Regions from separate parts of the Sus scrofa genome. Here all the other regions are linked to region 1. A link is a contact called in public Hi-C and HiChIP or PLAC-seq data. All regions are on one chromosome and are shown on one strand. The core of a region is the stretch at or near the end of the contact, and the rest is flanking DNA. Distances in the headings are between cores, read along the strand shown.

The links. Hi-C and Micro-C count contacts between places; a contact is called where the count stands out from the background. HiChIP or PLAC-seq counts read pairs in DNA pulled down with a chosen protein or histone mark.
Region 2: an H3K27ac HiChIP or PLAC-seq map of alveolar macrophages shows a contact between it and region 1. The contact joins two enhancer-like sites. A contact is called at or near these places in 1 of 47 Hi-C or Micro-C datasets (embryonic fibroblasts) and 2 of 2 datasets of contacts at active chromatin or transcription factors (alveolar macrophages and skeletal muscle).
Region 3: a Hi-C map of omental adipose tissue shows a contact between it and region 1, with 1.5 times the contacts expected there. The contact joins two enhancer-like sites. A contact is called at or near these places in 2 of 47 Hi-C or Micro-C datasets (embryonic fibroblasts and omental adipose tissue) and 1 of 2 datasets of contacts at active chromatin or transcription factors (alveolar macrophages).

Annotation. Positions count from the first base shown.
Region 1 is chr6:94,976,832-94,981,333 of Sscrofa11.1, forward strand. All of the region lies in intron 2 of MACF1 (microtubule-actin cross-linking factor 1), which reads left to right. Among named protein-coding and RNA genes, the nearest start is that of MACF1, 19 kb to the left of the region's middle. Within about 2 kb of position 2,505, at least 55 of the 83 cell types and tissues checked have an H3K27ac peak or open chromatin away from gene starts, as enhancers often do. A contact at or near this core is called in alveolar macrophages, omental adipose tissue and skeletal muscle, where this site is marked.
Region 2 is chr6:95,231,824-95,236,325 of Sscrofa11.1, forward strand. All of the region lies in intron 54 of MACF1 (microtubule-actin cross-linking factor 1), which reads left to right. Among named protein-coding and RNA genes, the nearest start is that of KIAA0754, 14 kb to the right of the region's middle. Within about 2 kb of position 2,093, at least 46 of the 83 cell types and tissues checked have an H3K27ac peak or open chromatin away from gene starts, as enhancers often do. A contact at or near this core is called in alveolar macrophages and skeletal muscle, where this site is marked.
Region 3 is chr6:95,210,764-95,215,265 of Sscrofa11.1, forward strand. MACF1 (microtubule-actin cross-linking factor 1) reads left to right here. Exons shown (of 96, transcript XM_021095983.1): 46 at 1,556-1,722; 47 at 2,977-3,133. Among named protein-coding and RNA genes, the nearest start is that of KIAA0754, 35 kb to the right of the region's middle. Within about 2 kb of position 2,483, at least 14 of the 83 cell types and tissues checked have an H3K27ac peak or open chromatin away from gene starts, as enhancers often do. A contact at or near this core is called in omental adipose tissue, where this site is marked.

The DNA.
Region 1 (4,502 bases), core at 1,255-3,754:
CACCACCCTACCAGAACTTTCTTCCTTGGTTACCATGTTTCTTTTCTTTCTTTCTTTCGTTTTTTTTTTTTAAGGGCCGCACCAGCAGCATATGGAAGTTCCCAGGCTAGGGGTCTAATCGGGCTACAGCTGCTGCCCTACGCCACAGCCACAGCAACGCAGGATCCAAGCGGGGTCTGTGACCTACATCGCAGCTCATGGCAATACCAGGTCCTTAACCCACTGAAGTGAGGCCAGGGATCAAACCTGCAACCTCATGGTTCCTAGTCAGATTGTTTCCCCTGCGCCACGATGGGAACTCCCACCATGTTTCTTAATAGACATCTCAACTCCTTGCCCCCCCCAACCTCCCCCTCCCAACAAAGACTGTTTCCCAGAGCATATTCTCATTCCCTCTGCCCTTGTTTTTCCTCACCTTTGGCAAAATTGTCACAACTCTTGAAGAACCTGCTCACAGGAGGGGATGGAGGGACTTTCCTATTTACCGTGGTGAAAATGAGGAGGCAGATGTCTGTTTGGGGGTGAGGGTGGAGGTGTATGTTTGTGTCTGGGCCGTCCTTGCCCTACTGGTATAAAATAATATAGGAAATGCAGATGACTCAGCACTGATACAGTCGAGATCCCTGGAGTTAGCATTTCTATATTCTCCGCTGTTTACAAAAAATGTGCTTATGTCATCAATCACTGACTCCTTCATCCTACATTTTCTACTAAAAGCCTTCTATTTATTTTAAAAAGAATAAACCTCAAGCTTCTTCTCTTCCTTTTTTTAAACTGTGCTCTTTAGAAGCTGAGTCCAAACTGTGAACTAGCTTTTTTTGAGCATATAGGATTAAACTGGAAGGAAACCAGCCATTTGTCCAAGGCTCCTCCCTATCTGTCCCCTTTCAGGCCATTCCCTATATGATCTCCAGGCCTAGAACTTGGGCAGGCCTGCAAAACTTGATGGAAAAAGATATGATTAATGACTTGCTCACCCGATTTCTGATCATGGTATGATGTGGAAACAACAGTTGTGCACCTATTAGTGAAAAGCATCATCTCTTGTTATTAATGTGCTTGCTGGGCATTGACCAAATCCTTGGCACTCCTCCTAGCACACAAAGATGCATGCAGGCCTTGCCCTGGGGGTGAGAAGCTCTCTTAAAAATCTCAAGAATGGGACTGAAATGGAAGCCCGAACCCCAATTTCCTCTGCTCAGTATCACATGAATTCTTTTTTTACTTGCTAAAGTGCTGTTATTATGAGGTCAGCCAGCCTTTTAACCTACAACTGCTTTTCCACCTGCAATCCCCCCCCCCAAATCAAGTCAATAGACTTGTCCTGGCTGGGTAGGATAATGGCTGGATGGGGGTAGATGTGGCAAAAAGATCACCTGCATTTACGGGAGTTCCTCAATCACTGCTCTTGGTTGGCCCCAGTGCCCTCCATGACTCTGGGACTGAAGGATACAGAACTGACTGGAGGAGCAGAGCACGTTGGGAACTCCCGCCTCAAAGTGGTCCCCAGTACCTCCCTAACGGTATTTACCAGAGTCCTTTCTTCACTCTTTCCTTTTCCCTGATGGCAGAGGAAAATTGGCTTCCCTTTTCCTTCCCCTCCCAGCTATGCTCCAGAACCCTTTTCTTTGTTCCGTAGAAGTCCTGCTTCAGCCTCAGGTTCCCACATCTCTCCCTTTTGATCTAAGCCTCTCTGTTCCCATGGCTGTCACAGTGTAATAATCCTGTTGCATCTCTTCCCTATAGATTTGTGTCCTCCTGTCTCATGCACCCCGTCGTGCAATCAGAATCCTGTTTTCATTCCCTCAGGTGTCATTTCTCAGGCCCTGGCTCCTCATTCTTGGCCTGGTTTACTTCATGGAGCTGGGTCTGCCCTCTCATTTCGAGTTCAGTTTCTGGAAAACCCTTTGTTCCTGGGGTTCTTTGTGGTCTGAGTGTTCCCTTGGCCTCCCCCGGCCTCATTCTGACCCTGTCTAGCCTGGGGATCTATCTAGGTCTTCGGCTCTCCCTTCCCTACAGGTTCGCTGGGTCCTTCTCCAGCGCCGCACAGGCCCAGCTCGGTTTCTCTTCAGCCAGGGGGCTCCCTCCTTTGTCCCGGCTCGGGGTGCGGGTCCGCGCCGCCTGGGCCACCCGCCCGCCCCGCCGAGTGGGCCCGGGCCTCTCCCCGCCGCTGCGGCCGGCCGGGCCTTTCATCCCACCAGCCAGGGGCCTCCCACCCGGCCGGGCTCCGGCGGAACGCCCCCGCGGGGGCCGGCCTCCCGTCCGGGTCGGGCGGGGGTCCGCAGCCCCGGGTGGGGGGCACCCGGGTGGGCAGCCCCGGGGCCGATGACGCGCCGGGCCGCGGGGGCGGCGGGGAGAGGGGCGGGGAGCGGGCCGGGCCTGGCGCTCCCGACGGGAGGAGACGCCGCCGTCGCCGCCGCCGCCGCCGGCGGGGCGGGCTGAGGGAGGAGCGCAGCCGAGGGGTGGGGAGGCGGAAACGCCAGCGGGACCGGCGGCGGAGCGCGAGCAGCCGGGCGAGCGGGCTCAGGAGCGAGCGCGAGCGGCAGGCCGGGCGAGGCGAGCGCGAAGCGGAGAGCCGAGAGTCGGGGCGCCGCCGCCGCCCCCGGGCCGCACAAAGGGCCGAGGCTGGGGCAGCTGCCGCCGCCGCCTCAGCGCGCGGGCCTGGAAGCGGCGTCCGCCGGGGCCCCGGGAGAGCGCGGCGCGGGCGGCCATGGCCGGCTACGTGCCGGGTCAGCAGCCGGCCAACCGCAGCCAGGAGAAGGAGTTCGTGCAGGCGTACGAGGATGTGCTGGAGCGCTACAAAGGTGCGGCGGCGGGCGGCCGGGGCCGGGGACTGGCCAGAGCCGGGCCCGCGGCAGGTGGGGCGGCGGGCGGGGTGGCGCCCACCGGTGCTGGGGCCGGGCCGGAGCGGCCGTGGGCCGGGGCCCGCTCGTTTCCGGAGTTGAGGTGAGCCGCCGAGCCCTCTCCCACCTGGGACGGCGCCTTCACAGCACTAGTTACATTATGTGCCCTGTTATCTGGCCCCCGCTGGAAGGAGGCGAGGCCGGGAGCTGCTCGGAGACCTAACGCGGCGGGGAGTGCGGGGAGGAGGAGGAGCCGGGGCGGGAGAAACCACCCGTCCTTGGAGAGGCTCGGACCTCCGCGTGCCCGCCAAGGGTCCCTCGCCCCCTTTTGTCTCCCTCGGCCTCCGATCGGTCGCATGGCAGCCGAGGCTGTGAACCACCTCGGTCACTTGGGGGTCGGGGGGCAGCGGGCGAGCATCCGCCGGGGTCCGTGAGTGTGCAGTTTTGGTGACGAGGCCTCCTCCCACCCCCAGCCCCTGGGCTTCGAGCCTGATGAGGCGGGGGTCTACTGCTTTTTACCTCCCACCCCCAAATAAAGATTTGTTTTGGAGCTCGGATTTCCGGTCCTGGAAGCTCTCTTGCTAAGAAGTTCTGCAAGTTAATGCTTCATCCAAACCCTGCAGAGAAAGTTTTGACAGGCCCAGAGGCTCGGTGGACCGCATTTCCCTAACTGGTGTAGGTGCCCCTTACGTGGAAGCCAGGGATGCAGTGGCCTTAGGAGGCCCCCCGGCTCTGATCTTTAACATCCAGTTCTGGGGTTTGGCTTTGTGTAGCAGTTGTGCTTTCCACAGACATGGAGATTTTCCCAGAAACTACATGGGCAGCACTTTCTCCTGTTTTATTCAGCTGTGGCCCTTGTGATTGGGCCTTTAGTTTCTTTTCATGTGAAGGAGAGGAAACTTCAGCTCTTATGACCGGGTCCAGCATGCTTGTTTACAACACCTACCCAGTGAAGGGAAACTAATGAAAAAGCTGTAAAATGCTCCTTCCCCCCAACCCTTTTGGCATTAGAGCTCTGCTGGGGAAATGCAGCAGGGGGTGTGGGGGAGGAGGGAGAGAATGCTGAAATGGACCTGCTTGGGAGTTCTGCCTGTCCCCCTCTGCATCAGCTCCTGTAAGCTGTCCAGGTTTTCCTGCCTGCGGCAAGTTTTCTGTCAGCCCCCCCGTGGTCTTTCCTCTAAGGAACAGGGTTCATTTCAGAGCACAAAGAGGTTAGATTGTGCTGCTGAACTTCTTTGACAATAATGCTGCTAAGTGGATGTTTCATTAAGTCTTCTTTGCAGGCTTTTGAGCAGCTCTGCACTCTTCAGAGGGAGGACACTCTGGGTCTGCCGTGGGCTGTGACAGCTTTAAAAACCGGCAGAAGTAAAATAAAAATAGGTGAAGAAATCTCAGTACCTCACTGGATGCTGGATTGTATTGCAGGTGGCCTCCAGCTGAAAGGAAGTTGGATTGCTGGCAAACGAAACTGGGAAAGAAGGGGGAAGTAGGGCTTGTTCCAGAAGAGGCTCCTGTGTCCAGTCCTTTTAGCTGTCTCACTCACTTTGGCGTTCCTCTGAAGGACTTCGGTCAGGTGTATAGGAATTCGATCCTTCCCAGATACAGATCTTTTTCTTGAGGGGAGGAATGAGTCAAAAATGGCTGGTCAGAGTAAATTAA
Region 2 (4,502 bases), core at 843-3,342, 250 kb after region 1:
TCTTGGCTCTTACCTCATGAGCCTTTCGTTCTAGGACTTACCTAAAATGCCGCCCTCCCCTGCTGGAAGCCTTTTTGGGGATCTTTCCTTCTTGGTGCCTGGAGCAGATTTGGAAAGGATGATGCCAGAGCTTTACTGCCATCCATTTACACCATAATGCTTCTGCCAAAAGATTTTGTTTGTTCTCTCAGGGCCCCTGCCTCTCAGGATTCTTTCCTTTAAAAACGTGGATGGAAAGGTGGTATTGATGCCCGGTCAGAGCCATATGGTCCGAGAAAGGTCACCCGTTTGTAGACACAATCCATCCCTCTGGCTATATCAGAAGGGCCCTCTAGCTTTGGGGATGTTCAGCACTCAGGTGAGCCACGAGCTGAAGAACCCCTTACAGTGCAGTGTGGAGTAATGCAAGTCCTCGAATCTGGGATTCTGAGGTACCTGGGCAGGTAGAGGAAGTTCAAACTCACAGGCCCACGTGTTTTCCTCTGGGAAACACCCACCCTCAGCCAGCGGCAGGGCGGCCTTTCTTGCTTCACCTCATGCACTTCTCTGCTCTCCGCCACTGTCAGCCCCTCGAAAGCAGAGGCTCTGCTACAGGCACACTTCTCGTTTATCCTAATTCGGACTTGGGTCCCAATTACTTAGAATTAACTATCTAACCAACTAAATGAGTTTTGTAGAAAACTAAAGCTTATCCCTTGAGGCTCCAAAATAGTTTCATCAGACTAGATTCTAGTTTATATAGGAACTATTTTTACTTTTATTTCCCTGTTTTTCTCAACATTACGTTGTAAGTTTTTCTTTATGAGTGTAGGTTAACATGACTGAAAAAGATATACCGTTCTCTACTGTGGTGATATTCTCAAGGACATTAGAGACACTTGAAGCTGCTTTGCATTAAATGTGCTTAAATTACCACACAGTTTGAGTTCTGTATTGAAGTTCTTGTTTAGGTCCTGCAATTGCTGTGCTGGTGGGATTGGATGTGTGTGTATACATATATATGGGGAAGGGGTTTATTTTCTGTTTTTTTCCCCCATTACTGTGATATCGGGTGTTATTTCTTACTGCTGTTACTTTTCACTGTTGTCACTTGGGTCTGCCTTGAGCAGTCTATCCCCTCCATCTTATCGTCCGTGAGCTAGAAAACGAGGTAAACAAGCTTATTTAAATTGCATTAAATATGACCTAGGATATAAACAAGAGTCCACAGGCAGGCATGTGTAGTGTTTGGATTTGAGAAGTCATTGTTTCTTTTTCATTTAATCCTTGGTTCCTAGAGACATTCTGAATTTTGATGCTGCTGGCACATTTTAAGAAATCACGGGGCGTTGCCATATTTTATTTGTATCCTAGTTTGTAGCCTAGCAGTGCTCAGGGTTCAGTAGCTGCTTAGCCGCTTGGTACAGCAGACGTGTTTCACTGAGCTCTAAGAAGAAGCCTCCCACCCCCAGCACCATGGATGTGAAGGCTGGGACCAGTGTGTTCACTGCAGGGAACTGGCATTGACAAGGCAAGACCTGAAGATGAGAGGGAGGAGGCGGGTGAAGCTGGGGGCCCTGTGTTGTGGCCTCCTCAAGTTGGGGATGCAAATCAGAAGCCTGGTTCCACAGGTCCACCTTATAAAGTCAAGGGCTTTGGGAAGAGTTTGCCTCCTCCCAAACAAGCTCTTGAGTCAGGAGGGGAGGAGCTCAGTCCTGGCTGAGCTCATTCTGAGCTCATGGGAAGTGAAAACAATGAGGGGAAAAGTCCCTTAGAGGCTAAGTAAAGGGAAGATCTTTTGGACCCATTCTGAGGACTGAGTCATTTTCATGATCTGAGCTTTGAGTCCAGTGTTAATGTGCTCTGCAGTCCAGTGATAAATTCATCTTCCCTCACACCAGCAGCAGGCCAGATGCAAACAGCTTGACTCTGCTTTCAGATTCGAATCGTTTTTAATAAGGAAAAAGAGATGAAGAGAAATACTAAAAAAGAGCATTTGCTTTAAGTTTTCAACTCTTTTTATAATGGGATCATGCTCTCAGCACAGAATCTACTGAAGAGAAGAGGGTATGAATCTGTGAGGCGGAAGCGAGGCTGTGCTCTGGCCTGACTCCACGGGGGATGGCCAGAAGAGACAGATGAGTCAGCTCCGTGGAGAACCCTGGGCTTACTGGGGACCCTGCAGTAGTGCCAGTGAATGCTCGGAACAGCGATTAGCCTGTGGGAAAAATTATTTCCTTCTTAAATGAACGTGAAAAACCAAAAGTCATTATTCCTAGGAAAGGCTTTTCCCTCGATTGCCTCTGAGTAATTGAGAATCTGGTCAGCCAGCGAGGACCTATCAAATGGGAATGGAAGAGAGTGCTTTCCCACTAAGCAGGCAAAGACCTCAAACCTTCTGAGTTAGGCACTTGACTGGGTTCAAGCTCTCGTTTGGAAGTAGAAGGAAAAAGCCAGTCCAGAAGTCACAAAAGAGGATATGAGAGGATCGAGCATGTTTTCAGAAAACTCAAAGGAAAAGACTTTGGCTAATCTCTTCAGGAAATTCCGTTTTCCTGAACGAGAGAGTCTCTGATTGTTGAGGAAAAGGAATTGTATATGCACATGACTAGAGACTAACAAGAAAGGAGGAACCTTTATTTCACTGAAACTTAAGCCACAGAATTCCCCCGGCATGACCTTCCTGGGAGGGGAAGGAAAAGACTTGAAGTTTGGAGAAGAGCTCCATAAAGCCCGATGATAACAGGATATTTTCCTCATTTTGAAATTTTCTATTAGCGGTTTTGTAATCAAGAATCGAGCTTGTTCGGCACCTACACCAATTCCTTCCTTTGCACCCTCCTCACGAACCACGCTGACCCTCAGTCAGGATTTGTGTGGAGGACTGGGTTTGGGGGGGCTGTGGGCAGGCACACTGTTCTCAGTCCTAATTCTGGTTGAGCAGGGCCCGGGCTCAGGGACACTGTGTACACTTGCAGCATCTGTCAGGAGACCTCTGCTGTACTATGCAGCCAGAACAAGAAAGCCCCATAAACCTCTTCATTTGATTTTTTTGCCTCATGGAACTCGAGCTTAGGGCTTCCCTATAAGCACATGTGAGCACTCTTGGAAGACAGGGCCTGCCATGGAGCCGAGAGACTGCCAATTTGCACAAAGATACTCTCTCTTTCCTTTCAAATAATTACAAAGGCAGTATCAGCTCATCTGTGTCATTGCCAGTTAGACTTACCAGAGAAGAGAACATATCAAGTCAGCATTCTCTCCCTGCCCTTGGAGAGAAAGGAAATCACACTTGCTGTGACCTGTCTGTCACCTGGAGGTTTAGGTGTCTCCAGCTTCATAGCAGCCAAGATAAGATGAGTTAACCCTCCACCTCTGCCTTGTGCTGACCCTTGGCCTGTCTTGGTTTTTCTTTCTGTTCTTTCCCTCCCTCCCTCCCTTCCTTTCTGCCTTAAACAAGGCTATGCCAATAGGAACTGCTAGAGTCCAAAGGAGTAAAGAGAATGCTCTAGAATCGGGTTCTTAACCTGGACACTCTTGATATTTGGGGCTGGCTGCTGCTTTGTTGTGGGCAGCTGACCTGTGCATTATAGGATGTTTAGCAACCTCCCTGGTCTCTACCCACTAGATGCCAGTAGCACGCCTTCCCCAGTGTGACAGCCAGAAGTACCTCTAGACATGGCCAGATGTCCCCTGAGAAGCAAAGTCGCCCTCAACTGAGGACCACTGCCCTAGAAGAAAATTTCCATCTGTATGTGGGAAATTTGGGACTCAAGTTGGAAAGGGTGTTTGTCGATTAAGTGAATGTTTATGTAGTGAGCTGCCTCCTAGTAATCTGATTATGGTGGTTAGTAGCAACAACTGCCTGTGAAACAGCCTTCCTCTAGGCCAGGCCCTGAATTCTTTATTTTTGCTGGTGCTAATCTGTGTCTGGTTTAAAAATCTCCTCGTCACTTTTCCTGGCATCTGCAGTTTCTTTGGCGTGGAGTTGTTGATGCAGGTGTTTGGTTGATGGAGCATTTCTGTGGAGAAGAAGAACTTCCTTTGTGGAAATACTTCAGGGAGCTTCCTTGTTCTGTGCCTTTAAGGGGAGACTGCAGCCTGTCAGTTGTTCTCCCTCAGCCCAGGAGCTCACAGTTCGGCTGCTGATATTTATAACCGTTGTGTGACCACCCGCCTCTGCCTGCCCCCCCCCACCCCAAATTCCAATGCTCTGTAATAATCCTCTCCATCCCCACTGCAGCAGCTGGGTGGGGAGAAGGTGAAGGCGCTTTTAAGATCTTTAAGTTTACTTCTGGTTGAACTTTTCCTAGCCCCATTTTAAAGTATTGTCATTAGTATTTTAAATATCAGCATCACAAGCAAAATTCCAAGATTGCAGCCCTTACATCATCTTAAAGGAGCCCCATGCCTCAGTGAAAGTAGTATAATCAAAGGGAAGGGATCCAGAGTGTCGATGGATTCCACAAAAATCTGTCTGAAAACTTTGATAACAAGGGAAGATTTTAAAGCAACATACGAAT
Region 3 (4,502 bases), core at 1,233-3,732, 230 kb after region 1:
GACCATATTCCTTATGCTGTATTTTACATCCCTATGACTTAAATTTATGAGGGGAGGTTTGCATCTCTTAATTCTGTTCACTTATTTCACCCATCCTTCCAACCTCTCCCCTCTGACAACCTCCTATTTGTTCTCTGTATTTATGAGTCTGTTTTCATTTTGTCTTATTCATTAATTTATTTTGTTTTTTAGAGTTCACATATAAGTAAGATCATACAGTATTAGTCTTTTTCTGACTTATTTCACTTAGCCTGATACACTCTACAGTTATCCATATTGTCACTAATGGCAAGACTTCATACTTTTTAGGGCTGAGAAATATTCCATTGTGTGTGTACGTGTATCACTTCTTCTTTATCCATGTGAATTTTTATGCTGGACTCTCTATTCTATTCCTTTGACTTATATGTCTATTTTTGTGCCAGTACCATTACTGTTTTGATTACTGTCTTTGTAGTACAGCTTGAACTCAGAGATATCACTCTTTCATTGAAGATGTATTTTTAGTCATAGTTTGAAAGCCTTTTGCCACACCCAGGTTATGATGGAATTTATGCTCACTTTCTTCTAGAACTTGCATGGTTTCATTTTTTTAAACTTGATTATTTTAACAATTGAAATGTATTCTGAGGTATTATGGTATGAGGTATGAGTACAAGTTTATCTTTTTCCAATTTTCTGTCTCGTTGTTTCCAATATCATTTCTTTGAAAAGTCTATCTTCACCCAGTAATTTGAGGACACATCTTTATCAAATACAAAATTCCAAATGTATTCAAGTCTATTTCTTGATTTTTCTGTTCTATTTCACTATCTTTCTGTTCACTAACCATAGTATACTTTTTTTTTCTTTATGAGGCTGTATCTGAGGCATATGGAAGTTCCCAGGCTAGGGGTCAGATCAGAGCTGCAGCTGCCAGCCTATGTCACAGCCATACCAATGCAGGATCTGAGCTATGTCTGCAACCTACACCACAGTTCATGGCAACTCTGGATACTTAACCCGCTGATCAAGGCCAGGGATCAAACCTGCATCCTCATGTTTATGCTAGTTGCATTTGTTACTGCTGAGCCACAATGGGAACTCCTGAACATTTCTTTAAAGGAGATTGATTCCTTTGCAACTCCTAGCCACTTTCAGGTGGATTGAAAAAATCCCACATATTTTATGTTACGATCTAGCAGTTGACCCAGTAAACATACCTCTTTTCTTTTCTTTTTTAAAATGAGTTTTATTTTTTCCATTGTAATTGGTTTACAGTGTTCTGTCAGTTTTCTACTGTACAGCAAAGTGACCCTGTCACACATACACATATACATTCTTTTTCTCATATTATCCTCCATCATGCTCCATAAGTGACTAGCTATAGTTCCCAGTGCTATAACAGCAGGATCTCATTGCTTATCCATTCCAAACATGCCTCTTTTTTTGTTCCCTCTTTTTCTGCAGATTAGGGATAACTTGTCTAAGCTTTAATCTAGATACATTTCATTCTTTAGAGTCTATTGGTTTATAAGGATCAAAGGATTAATACATTTCCTTGTCTGCTTGACAGGAGCTCAATTTGGAAATGGAAGACCAGCAGGAGAACCTGGATACTCTTGAGCACCTGGTCACTGACCTGAGCTCCTGCGGCTTTGCACTGGACCTGTCCCAGCACCAGAACAGGGTACAGAACCTCAAAAAGGACTTCACAGAGCTACAGAAGACAGTTAAAGAAAGGTGAGTTTCATGTTTGGAGCTAATTTTTTCTTGCTGTAGAATGACATGATTTTCTCTTCCTTCCTCATCAGACAAGATGGCATCAAAACTCTGCTACTGAGCCATAGGAGATTGGAATGTGCCTCTTTCAAAGCTACTCAGTCTATTTGATGCTTAGTGTCTTTCTGTTACTAAATTATGAGTTCTTTCGCAGTAGTGGAGCCTGGCTCCCCCTCTGTACCATGAAAAGCCCTGGTCACCTGGACCAAACAGAACAAATCGTGTCAGCAAGTAGGATTGTGGCAGGATTTGAAATAGTGAGAAAAATTGGAAGAGACTTCCCGGACATAATTTAGGGTTATGTTGGCTCTCCATACTGCTTGTTTTGACCACATTTAAGTAGGCGTTTTGAAGGAGTTCCTGGATTCTTCTTTTAAGGCAAACATGGGAAAATACAACAAAGGTGACTGACTTCAGATTATCAGCTCACTGTTGAAAAGCCGTGGTCCCCCCAGGAGAAACCCTCACGTGGGTTTAAAGCTTCGTACAACTTCCTTTGGTTTAGCCATAAATATCTCTGTTTAGCAGATGGCTACAGCTTCGGGGAAAGCAGTTGCTCATATCACCCCTGTAAGCAGCAGGTTATTTAGTGCAGGGGAACGGGACAGAACAGAGGCCAAGAAGGCTTTGTTTTTCTTCCTCTCTGTTGAAGGCCTTTTAGCTTTATGAAGAACCAGGATCTCTGGCTCGAAGTCTAATAGACATGACCATTTCCAAAAGTTAATTTCAAGACTGAATTCTCCTCCTTCTTTGATTTATTTTACTCATTGATGTGCTTGGCCTAACCTCGCTGAGCCTCAGCTTTGGCATCTTCCTTGCTAAAGGAATTAGCATTTGAATTGGGCCTTGAAAGAGTCAAATACCTAAAAAATAGCTGAGCTGAACTTGAGATCCAAAGCCTGCATTCTTTCCATTGTATCATAGTACCTAAATAGCAGGCTCTCTTTAGTTTTTCTCACTTTCACTTTAGCCTGGAGTAAGATTGAAGACTCCTTTCTCCAGAAATGTCCAAACAAGGACAACAGATTCCTTAGTTTGATGCTCTCCTACATTATATGTGATTGTTTAGCCAAAGCTGCCATGGAAAAGATTATGGGAAGGAAAGGCCCTGTTAGGAAACTGATGCCTAGAGTCCTAGAATGAACCTAGTTTTAGTTCAAGTTGACTGCTTTACAAAGCATAGTCTGGCCAGTAACAAAATGTCTCCATTGACAGAGAGGAAGATGCATCGTCTTGCCAGGAGCAGTTAGATGAATTCCGGAAGCTGGTTAGGACTTTTCAGAAATGGCTGAAGGAAACTGAAGGGACCATTCCGCCTACGGAGACTTTCATGAGTACTAAAGAGCTGGAAAAGCAGATTGAACACCTGAAGGTAGGTGAACAGAGGATCTCCAGGAGCAATCAGTCTAGACAGCCATTTGGGAAAGTGGTGGAAGAAATCCCAGGTACCCATCTGGATCAGAACAGCAATTCTCCATTATTTTCATGTGATTTCCCACCTACCGCCACCCAAGCACTGAGCACCAAAACATCTCCTGTATAAATAACCAAAAAAAAAAAAAACAACCAATCATCTGGGGGTGATACCTATAAAGTTTCAGCTATTTGGGAGCAAGTCTGTCATGTTATGGCAGGTTATGAAAAAGACAGTTGTCAGGTCTCAAGCTCACACTCTCATTGTATGTTTGAGAATTAGACAATTATATGTGAGCAGTTGACCAAATATATGATCAAGAAATTGAGGAGAGAAGAACTAGTACTATGGCTACTAAGGGAAAAGTTAGAACCAGGTGGTTGCAAGGTATCTACAAGGGTAGTATCAGCCTTTCTCCCATCTGCTACAGAATCCCTTCTCTCTTGGATTCATAGTCATCCAGCCTCGATGTTTGCACCTCTGACTTAGTTCTGATTTTTGTTGAAACCAGCCTTCAATTAACTCTCATGTGTTTGCCCTTATTTTCTTAGTATAACAGCATTTATCTTGAGCAGACAAAAGAAAAGAGTTTGGTTGCTTTCACAGAGAGAATGTCAGGAGCATTTGCTGTGGGAACTCCCCAGGATAGAGGTTCCCCAAGTTTTTGGTTCATGGTGCCCTTTGTGTTTCAAGAAAATCCCCCCAAACTAAAAAACCTCACTTGTCAAGTGGTCAGGTCCATATAACTTAACAGTGGTTGTTCACATGGCGTCCAACAGATGTCAGTGTATTTCCCTCAAAAATTTAAAATATCCTGTGAGTCAGTGCATAGTTTGGGAACTGTGGCTCTTTGGAATCAAGAATAACTAATAAAAAAAAATTGACAAGCTCTGAATTGACAAAGCTCAGTTTGAAGTTAGGCAGCATGAGCTTGCCAGATGTTCATGGCCTTGTGTCTTTCTCTGCTGCTACTCTGCAGCTTAAAGTCAAAAGCAAATTAAGATTGTCAAGGAAATTCAATGTGGAGGAAGGGATTGAAGGCTAAGATTGTGTCCCTGCTTCTAAAGGAGTAAAATTCTACTTCTGCAGCAGGCAGTTCACAGCCTAGAGACAACATGACCAGATAGCTTTTGTCTTAGAGCAGGTTTCTCTACATCTCAATATCTAGCTCCTCATTTTACCTCTCAAGTACCATTTCTTTTTTCCCCCCCTTTTTTGGCCACACCCACAGCATATGGAATTTCCTGGGCCAGGGATTGAATCTGAGCTGCAGCTGCGACCTACACCACAACTGCAGCAACATTGGATCCTTAACTCATTGCACCAT